Linked DNA regions of Zea mays: regions 1 and 2 are each linked to region 3. Evidence: chromatin contacts called from public Hi-C data. All regions are on one chromosome and are shown on one strand. The core of a region is the stretch at or near the end of the contact, and the rest is flanking DNA. Distances in the headings are between cores, read along the strand shown. Region 1 holds the start of LOCLOC100383387. Region 2 holds the start of LOC100279814. Region 3 holds the start of LOC103654790 (pentatricopeptide repeat-containing protein At1g51965, mitochondrial).

Region 1 (2,900 bases), core at 180-2,679, 170 kb before region 3:
TCACGTTTTAGTTAAAAAAAATAAATAGTTGACGATAAATATTCGAGAGCGGCGGTAGTATTTTATTAGCGGGGACATTGTTTGAGCGTTAAGTCAAATGCATTTGGCTAGGGAAACACATGTTCCAAAAAAACATAATATATTTGAGGCCTTATCTGCTAGGACTTCAGTCAACTTAAGTTTCTTTGGCTACTTGATATAGTGTGGCTATAGTACTAAAGCTAGAGCGATAAAATGATATACTAGAAGATATCCTAGGTGCCGCTTATTATTTATTTATTTATTTCACTTTAAAGAATATATTTGCAATAATTTAGTTTTAAGGAAAAAATATTAGGGACCCACTATATATCGTCCACCCGTCACACGTGTATGTTAAAAGGGCTTGACATGTACATTTTATCCTCTCCTTTCCACACAGCCCATGCCATCGCCTCACACTGTCAACACCGTTGCATCTGCCCTGTCGTCTCAGTCATCACCCTTGACTGTGACCACCTCCATCTAAGCCTCCTCTTTTTTAGATTCAACACAAAAAGCGCCCTCACCTCCAAAACTTCCCGATTTAGGACGATGCATCTACACCTCTACGACTATGTTAAACTCACTCTCCTCCTCTTTTGACCAATGCTCCTACCACATATGCGTCGTCAAATTGACTTTTTCCGTTGCTTCATGGGTGGCTTTCCACCGCTTACACCTCTATCGTCGTCTTGACCACTGTCGCTGTTGGTGTCATACACTCTCCAAAAAAGCCTCTTTCTACCACCACGAAAACTCTCGAACCCTGATGTACGATGTAGTCATGGCAACCACCACCCTCCGTCATTGTCTTGACCACCACCATCGTCGTAGGCTCTCCAAAAAGCCTATTTCTACCACCATAAAAACCGTCGAACCCTACGGTGGTGTAGTCATGGCAACTCGCATATTTTTGTTTGGACTAAGCATTTATCATTTTTTATTAATAATAACAACTTGCTATATGCTAGTTTTGTCCTATGCACTAGCTAGTCACAATGTCTCCAGTATTATCTTCTATATCTGTTCTTTACATTCTTCTCAAATGATTTTTTCCTCTATATATCACATTTCTCTCCAGCAACATCCTATACATCTCCCTCTATACGTAAATATCTATATTAAAGACATATTTTATTTTAATTTTTTTGTATACTTATTTGTTATACTCTTTGTATATATTTTAGTTTTACTAAAACTGTTGTTTAAAATATTAAAATAGATAAATGAGCGTAGAAAGAATCTCTCTATTACATATAGGATGGAGTGCTACCGTCTTTGATAGGGATGGTGGACTGTTTAACATGGCGAATGAAGCGAGCAGTCAAATGTGCAACGGGTGGGCTGGGCTGGGATGCAATAATAGGGAAGTGCAGGAATGGCGGAGCGAATATAGAACAGTGAAAGGGCAGTCCTCCGCCCCGAAAGGCAACAATGAGAGGAGAGGGAGGGAGGCCGCGCGCCTGGCTCGTCCTCCCCCTTGCTTCCTTCCGTCGTTTATAAGCGACGGCAACACAGGCGAAGAAGACGGGGGGAGAAAGGGGCGCACGAGGCAATTTATAGGGAGGAAGAGGAGGGGCCGGGCCTGAGCAGAGCAGGCCGGACCAGCCATCTCTCCTCTGAGGCGTCGAGGGGAGGCGGCGCCCGAGATGGGGGACTCCGGCGGCTCCGTCGTGTCGGTCGACGTCGAGCGCATCTCCTTTGGCGGCAAGGTCCGCACAACGTCCCCCCCCCCTCCTCCTCCGCTCCGATTCTTTGTTTCTCGGCTGTTCCAGCGCTCCCATGCGAATTTTCCTCTCTCCTGTTCTTGCTAGCGTTGGGTCTCGTCCTCTCGGCTCTCGCCCTCTCGGTGGGTGGTATCTGCTGGTGGTTTGGGAGGGAGGGAGAAGGGATTGGGCCCTTGAAATTTCGTGCCCCCCCCCCCCCCCCCCCGGTCGTAATCGTATTTCGTGTGTCTCGTCGCATTGCGTTTCCGTCTCTGTTGCGGCATTTGGTCGGTTCAGCTTCAGCACGTTCTTTCGTTCTTGCTCATGGATTCATCTTTTTTTACTGTGGCCCTATAAAACAATCAGACAGCAGCCCACGACGCGGAATCTTGGCAAGGCCGCCCCCCCACCCCACCCCCGCTTGCTCTTGCGACCCGCGATTCGTGAAGCTGCATTTCGTCTGCTCTCCGCTGAAGCAGCAGCAGCAGCCGCCTACCTTTTAGCTCCGTCTCCGAGATGGTGGATCCCTCGCTTCCGCGTCACCAACTCACCACCACCACCACGACGCCTTTATCACACGATTTTAGCGCTAAAGGTTCTGGCCCGGCGCTCTTGCGTGCTGATTCGGTGTTCTAACCACCACTTCCCTTGTGTCTCTTGTTTCAACCGGGGTTCTTAAACTGTCTAGTTCTTATTTGTTTGGTAGTGGTTCAACGTGGAGCGGTTTCTTACTCGGCGAACGACCGACAGCTTTGGAAATTGGCCACCTACTGTGTTTCTTAATTAGTGGAGTAATATAATAAACAAAAGCAGTGCGCGGCTTTTGTTTTTGCTGTTGCTAATTTTAACACAAAAAAAACGTTTACCTGAAACTCGTTTGCCGTAGGAAGATTCTATTCAGTTTGGACTAGTGCCTGAGTAAACGGGTGAAAAATTTTAAGTGTAGTTTACAAGCCCCTTTTCGATGTGGATTTCTCTAATAACTTCCAATGGTATGCTTGTGAGCCGGCAGTCAAATCATTCCTCAGTACAATATTTATTGTGGAGCAATCATCTGCAGTTCGAATCGTGTTATGCATCACTCCTGTTTGCTGTCCTGGAAGGCAACGGCTGTGGAACGATCACCTTTAGGACCACTTCATCATGATGAAACTATTGTATTATCCTTCTCTT
Region 2 (2,700 bases), core at 144-2,643, 230 kb before region 3:
AGTGCTGAATCGAACATGGCCTTATGGGTGTTTGGTTCCAAGGACTAAAGTTTAGTACGTGACCAATGTCATCGCATGCCCCAGATGTTGGGTACTTAACGGTGTCGTTGTCTTGTGCTCTAGCGCTTCCACGAGCGAGACAATGTCGCTGTCCATGTAGGTCACACAATAGCCCTAGTAGCGGCCCCTATGCTCCCTGTTCGCTCCTTGCGGCCTTGCCTCGTTGATAGTGATCAGAGCAACCTCGCGTCCACACCCTCGCGGCGCACATGGCACTGACGTGTGCCATTTGCTTGCTGGGATCCAACGACCTCTGTCGAGTCGCACCTCCGCGGCGTGCATCCACTCTAGCTCTACGCGAATCACCTATGCAAGTACACGAATATACGCACGAACACCTCAACCGTCGACCCTACCGCGTTGCCCTCGACCAGCGTTGGCGGGGATCGCGGGAGTGCCGTTATGATCCGGCCCTCCCCGACCAACTTTTAGTATACATAACTGTATATATCATACAATATTTTTTACAATATAGTATCAACGAATTACATGCCCCATGAGCCGTAATTCTGGCTCTACCCATGGCACCTGTATGCATGCAGAAGAAGCCGACGCCGAAGGCGTTGTAGGTGCGACCTCCCGATTCGTGGGCTTGTGTTTGTGCAAAAAATGTCAAGCAACGTTTTTTTGCCACGATCGTGTGATCTGGGGACAACAATTGCCCATACCAAATGAAGTAGAGCGTGTGCCATCACAACACACGGGACGACGGTACGTCCGAAAGTCACCGACCGTGTGCCATCACAACATATGGACACTATAGTGGGCGATGGAAATAACCATACATATTTTACGTGTGTCTCACGACAACACACAAAAATTGTGCTTTATAGAAGTAGAGATAAAGATAGAGATAGAGAAGAGATATAGATAGAGATAGCGATAGAGAAAGATATATAAACATATTATATAGACAATATTTTTTTTTACGTAGTCAGATGAACTACTCTAGTTTTTACACAATACATCCTAATCAGGTGTGTTTGGTTTCTAGAGACTATTTTTTATTAATCCTATTTATTTCATTTTAATGTCTAAACCGCCAAATATAAAAATCTAAATCTAAGATTTAATTCATATATGTGATAATTTAAGAAATAAAATAGAATAAAATTGAGGGACTAAAAATTAGACTCTAAAAACTAATTAGCTAAAAAATGTTTATAGTATGTCCAAATTCGTATCAAATAGATCGCCATATTATGTCCAAATTGTAAACCGCCATGTTTCACAGGAATGTGCACTACTGTGACAATTTGGAGAAAATAAAATCAAGGGGCGAGCTCTACAAATGTCGACACCTTGTCTGCAAGGGTTTTTCGCCGTCTTATCCCTTCGTCCACGCTCCCTGCAGCCGCCGCCCAAACCCTAGCAACCCGTCCTCCGCCATGGCCGACGACCACTACTCCTCTAAGAGGAAGTACGACGACCCCTCGCCGCCGCCGCGGCGCACGGGGTTCTCTTCGGGCCCGCCGCCTGCCTCGCCGCTCGCGGGCGGCGCCCCGTCGTACAACAGCGTGCCACCGCCCCCCGATGAGATCCAGCTCGCGAAGCAGCGCGCGCAGGAGATCGCGGCGCGGATCTTTAACGCCGCAGAGGCCAAGCGTCCTCGCGTCGACAACGGCGACGATGACAGCGGCGGCTTCGGTGTAGGCCTGGGCAGCACTGGTGGCGGTGGCCGCATCGGCGGCGGAGGACTCGGCTTCTCGTCCTCTGCCGGTGGTGGTGAGTGGCAGGACTTACTCTTGTTGATCCCATTCTTGGTCGCGTAGATCTGTTTGTCTATGCTTGGTGGTGGACTCGGCTTCTCGTATAAAAGGATTGGTGGTGTTTTCTTTGCTCGGTTTACGATTTGATTTGGGGGATGGATCGATAGATCAATGTATGTGAGTTGCGGATGTTCAAACTTGGTTCATGTTTAATGAACTTGTCACCTGTGAGCTATTTAGAAGCACGGTCCTGTTGTTACGGTCTCCAATATTTTTTGATAACTCACACGCCACGATGCAGCTGTGGGGTGTTAATTTTTTCAAAACAAGCTGCAATTAAACTATTCAAGTCCAAGTCAATCAGCGTTCTCCACATTTTTTGTTAGTTTTACTAGCTCCTCGTGGGTTTGTTAGTTTTACACGCTCTACCTCATGGGGAAGTCTAGGAAAATCCTAAAATAGTTGTCATCTGTAGGAGTTAGATTTTTTATTGTATTCATTGCAATTACCGTGTAGTTTTTTTTCACAACATGCCATTTTCGAAACAGTTGCCATCTGCAGGAGTTAATTTTTTTTGTATTCGTTGTCATTATTGTGTAGTTTTTTCACAACATGCCATTTTCTGGATAGACTTGCAAGAAACATCTCAGTTATTATTGTGATCTTACAAAACCATAAGATTCATTTATCTGCTCACACATGGTGTATATGCAGATGTTTAATACCTTTGTTTGGCTGCCTTTTTTCTTTTTAATGTGGCATGAACACAAAATCGAACTGTTGCTGCATCCCAGCTCATTAGCCTGTCTTAACTTGAGTCTGATTGTATTCACTGTCTTAAAATAGTATGTTCATTCAATCTTAAATTCTGAAGTTAGCATGTTGTGAAGCTGTTGCTTTTGTGTTTATACATGCATCCCTTTCATTACCG
Region 3 (2,869 bases), core at 38-2,537:
ACAAGTTTGAATTCTTTCAGACATGCAAGTGCCCATGTAAACATTAAGGGTTGATTTGGTGACCCGGGATCCCGGGAGGATCGGAGGGGATTGAGAGGGAAATTAGTTTATTTCTCCCTCAATCTCCTCCGATCCTCCCGGGATCCCCTTGTCACCAAATCAACCCTAAATGGTGTCTCCCAGCACAAGAGTAGCTGGAATCCATAATCAGATAAACTGTTAATTCATTCATATAACATCAACTAGTGTACCAACCACCTTAGACCAGACAGTAGAAGCTCATCTTTACATACTGTGCAAGTACCATCTAAGTAGCGCAAATTTTGTCCTCAGGAAATATTTGAGGAAGGTATCTCTCATACTCGTGATTCCTAATATGCTCTGGTCATGTGATCAAAATTAAGCATACCAACAACATTTTTTAACACAACCATTCCTACTTCCTAAAGTTAGCCCAGCATGACAAAATATATCACTAAATATATAAATTTATGATCATTATCATACCATTCCAGCCTTGGCAAGCGCATTAAGCAGCATGTTATATGCAAATATGTCCAGCTTGTAGCCCTTCCTCCGCATCTTCTCATATACCTCGAACCCCTTCCACACCTCCCGACTCCTCAGATGCGCCTGCACAAGGCACTTGTAGGTGTACCCGTTCAGCCTGAGCCCCCACTTACTTGCCAGGTCCAGGCACCTCCCCACCTCCACGCCCATCCCGACCAGCAAATTCACGGTGGAGATGTTGCCGGGCACGCCGTCGCGCTCCATCTCCGCGATGAGCCGCATGGCCTCGGCGGGATCGGCGCGGTTGCTGAAGAGGAGGACCAGGATGCGGTTATAGGAGAAGGCATCGTGCCGGAAGCCGGGGAGGGAGGTGGCGGCGAAGCGGAAGAAGCTGAGCGCGAGAGAGGTGTCGGGGGCGAGCGCCTTCATGACCTCAGAAGCCTCCGCGGTGGTGAGAGTGAGGCGGAGAGAGCGGAGGTAGTCATCGAGGTCAAGCAGCGGGGTGTGTGACACCGGGGAGCGGAGGATTCGGGCAACGGCGCAGATGAGGTGGCGGCGCGGTAGGGAATATCCGCGCGTGTCAAGAGGGGTGGGGGCCGGTGTCGGCGAGACGGTGACGGTGATGGAAGGGCCCGAGGGGGACGGCGTCGCGGCGGCGATGCGGCCGGCGTAGGTCGTAGCTAGGCGGCGGGGCATTTTGGGCCGGCGTGGATTGGGGTTTAGGGGCGACTGAAGCTGAACTGAACTGAACCCTCTCTCAGTTTCTGCATGTTCATTTACATGTGGATTTCGCAAAGGTCTGGGAGAATAAAGTTAACTGCCTAGCTGCGCCACACTTTACTTAAAGTTAATTGTCTGAATTGAAGAATAACCTTTAGCCAGAAAAGTTCAGTAAAATGAGCTAGAAAAGTTTAGTAAAATATGACAAATTAGGCAAAGACCAAATATGACTTAATTTTTTTTATCAAGTCCTCGTTCCATGGTCCAGTAGCTAGGTTTATAAGCTCACAACCGACCTCAACAACTTATTTTTTATTGGTGTCTGAATTTTTTAGGTTCTGGCTTAGGGATCTAGTAGTCATCCGAAATATTTATATTTATTTTGGTTGCATCACCAATGCTCTATATATACACTCATTTTTGAAACATTCCATGCCCGCTCTGTGTTCGGTTTGACAGGGAATGAAGGGGATCAAGGAGGATTTAAGGCCCTGTTTGTTTCGGCTTCTGGCAGCTTCTGGCCACCAAAATCTGCTGCGGACTGCCAAACGCTCAGCTTTTCAGCCAGCTTCTATAAAATTCGTTGGGGCAAAAACCATCCAAAATCAACATAAACATATAATCGGTTGAGTCGTTGTAATAGTAGGAATCCGTCACTTTCTAGATCCTGAGCCCTATGAACAACTTTATCTTCCTCCACACGTAATCGTAATAATACTCAGATTCCCCCACAGCCAGATTCTCCTCACAGCCAGATTTTCAGAAAAGCTGGTCAGAAAAAAGCTGAACCAAACAGGCCCTAAGTCTTCTATTCAAAATTGAATAGTAATCGATTTAATCCTCTTCAATACTTCTCAATTCATTCCTAACCAAATAAGCACTAAAATACTTTGCCAACTAAAAGAACTAGCACTCCATCTTTGCATTGAGTATTTCTCCATTTGGATAATAGCGAGATCTTAATACCTAGGTACAACCAAGGGTCACTAAACCGGTCGATAAATTCGGCTAACCAGCCGATTAATTGGTAATTGGTCCCGACCGGTTTGGTCATATCATCGGGTTACCCATTTGAATTTGGGATACTTTATAAATTTTGAACAGATTTGATGCCAGTTTTCCTATAAATACTATGGATCGTTTTAAGACTTTTCACTGAAACCAAATTTAAAAACATGCTACGGATTTTAAACTAAAAATCAAACAAGTTTTGAAGAAATAAAATCGGTCGATTTTACCGATTAGCCGCCCCTGCTAGCCGATTAATCGGTCCCAGGTAGAGATAAACCGGTGGCCTCTAGTAGCTAGGTTTTGAGGATTTTTTTTACCCTTTTAACTTCAAATCTTTTAACTTGTGATAACATTTGGGTCATCTTTTGTTTAAATTTTATGACCTCAATATACTTTATTTGCCAAATGTCAAGTGGTTCGGTTTCTTCGCACGTGCTACCGATTTATCAATCCAATAATCAATTTATCGGTCTTATCAGCCAATTAATCAGTTTCGTATCGTTTCAATTCAAAAATCAGTTTGGATGTGGGCACAACATAAATGAGGTATTTGGTTTGATGAATCACTATATTCAAAATGAAGTGGTGCATCATGGGTTCATTTCTCAAATTTGGTGGGATGCCTCCA

The links. Hi-C and Micro-C count contacts between places; a contact is called where the count stands out from the background.
Region 1: a Hi-C map of leaf shows a contact between it and region 3, with 4 times the contacts expected there. The contact joins the promoter of LOCLOC100383387 here to the promoter of LOC103654790 in region 3. A contact is called at or near these places in 5 of 25 Hi-C or Micro-C datasets (endosperm, leaf, root tip and 1 more).
Region 2: a contact with region 3 is called in a Hi-C map of leaf, with 4 times the contacts expected there. The contact joins the promoter of LOC100279814 here to the promoter of LOC103654790 in region 3. A contact is called at or near these places in 6 of 25 Hi-C or Micro-C datasets (bundle sheath, ear, endosperm and 2 more).

Annotation. Positions count from the first base shown.
Region 1 is chr4:237,777,218-237,780,117 of Zm-B73-REFERENCE-NAM-5.0, reverse strand. LOCLOC100383387 reads left to right here and starts at 1,429. Exons shown (of 10, transcript NM_001176042.1): 1 at 1,429-1,733. The coding sequence starts at 1,671.
Region 2 is chr4:237,844,567-237,847,266 of Zm-B73-REFERENCE-NAM-5.0, reverse strand. It overlaps LOC100279814, which reads left to right and starts at 1,393. Exons shown (of 7, transcript NM_001152769.1): 1 at 1,393-1,785. The coding sequence starts at 1,449.
Region 3 is chr4:237,609,775-237,612,643 of Zm-B73-REFERENCE-NAM-5.0, reverse strand. LOC103654790 (pentatricopeptide repeat-containing protein At1g51965, mitochondrial) reads right to left here and starts at 1,287. Exons shown (of 2, transcript XM_008681607.3): 1 at 508-1,287. The coding sequence starts at 1,206.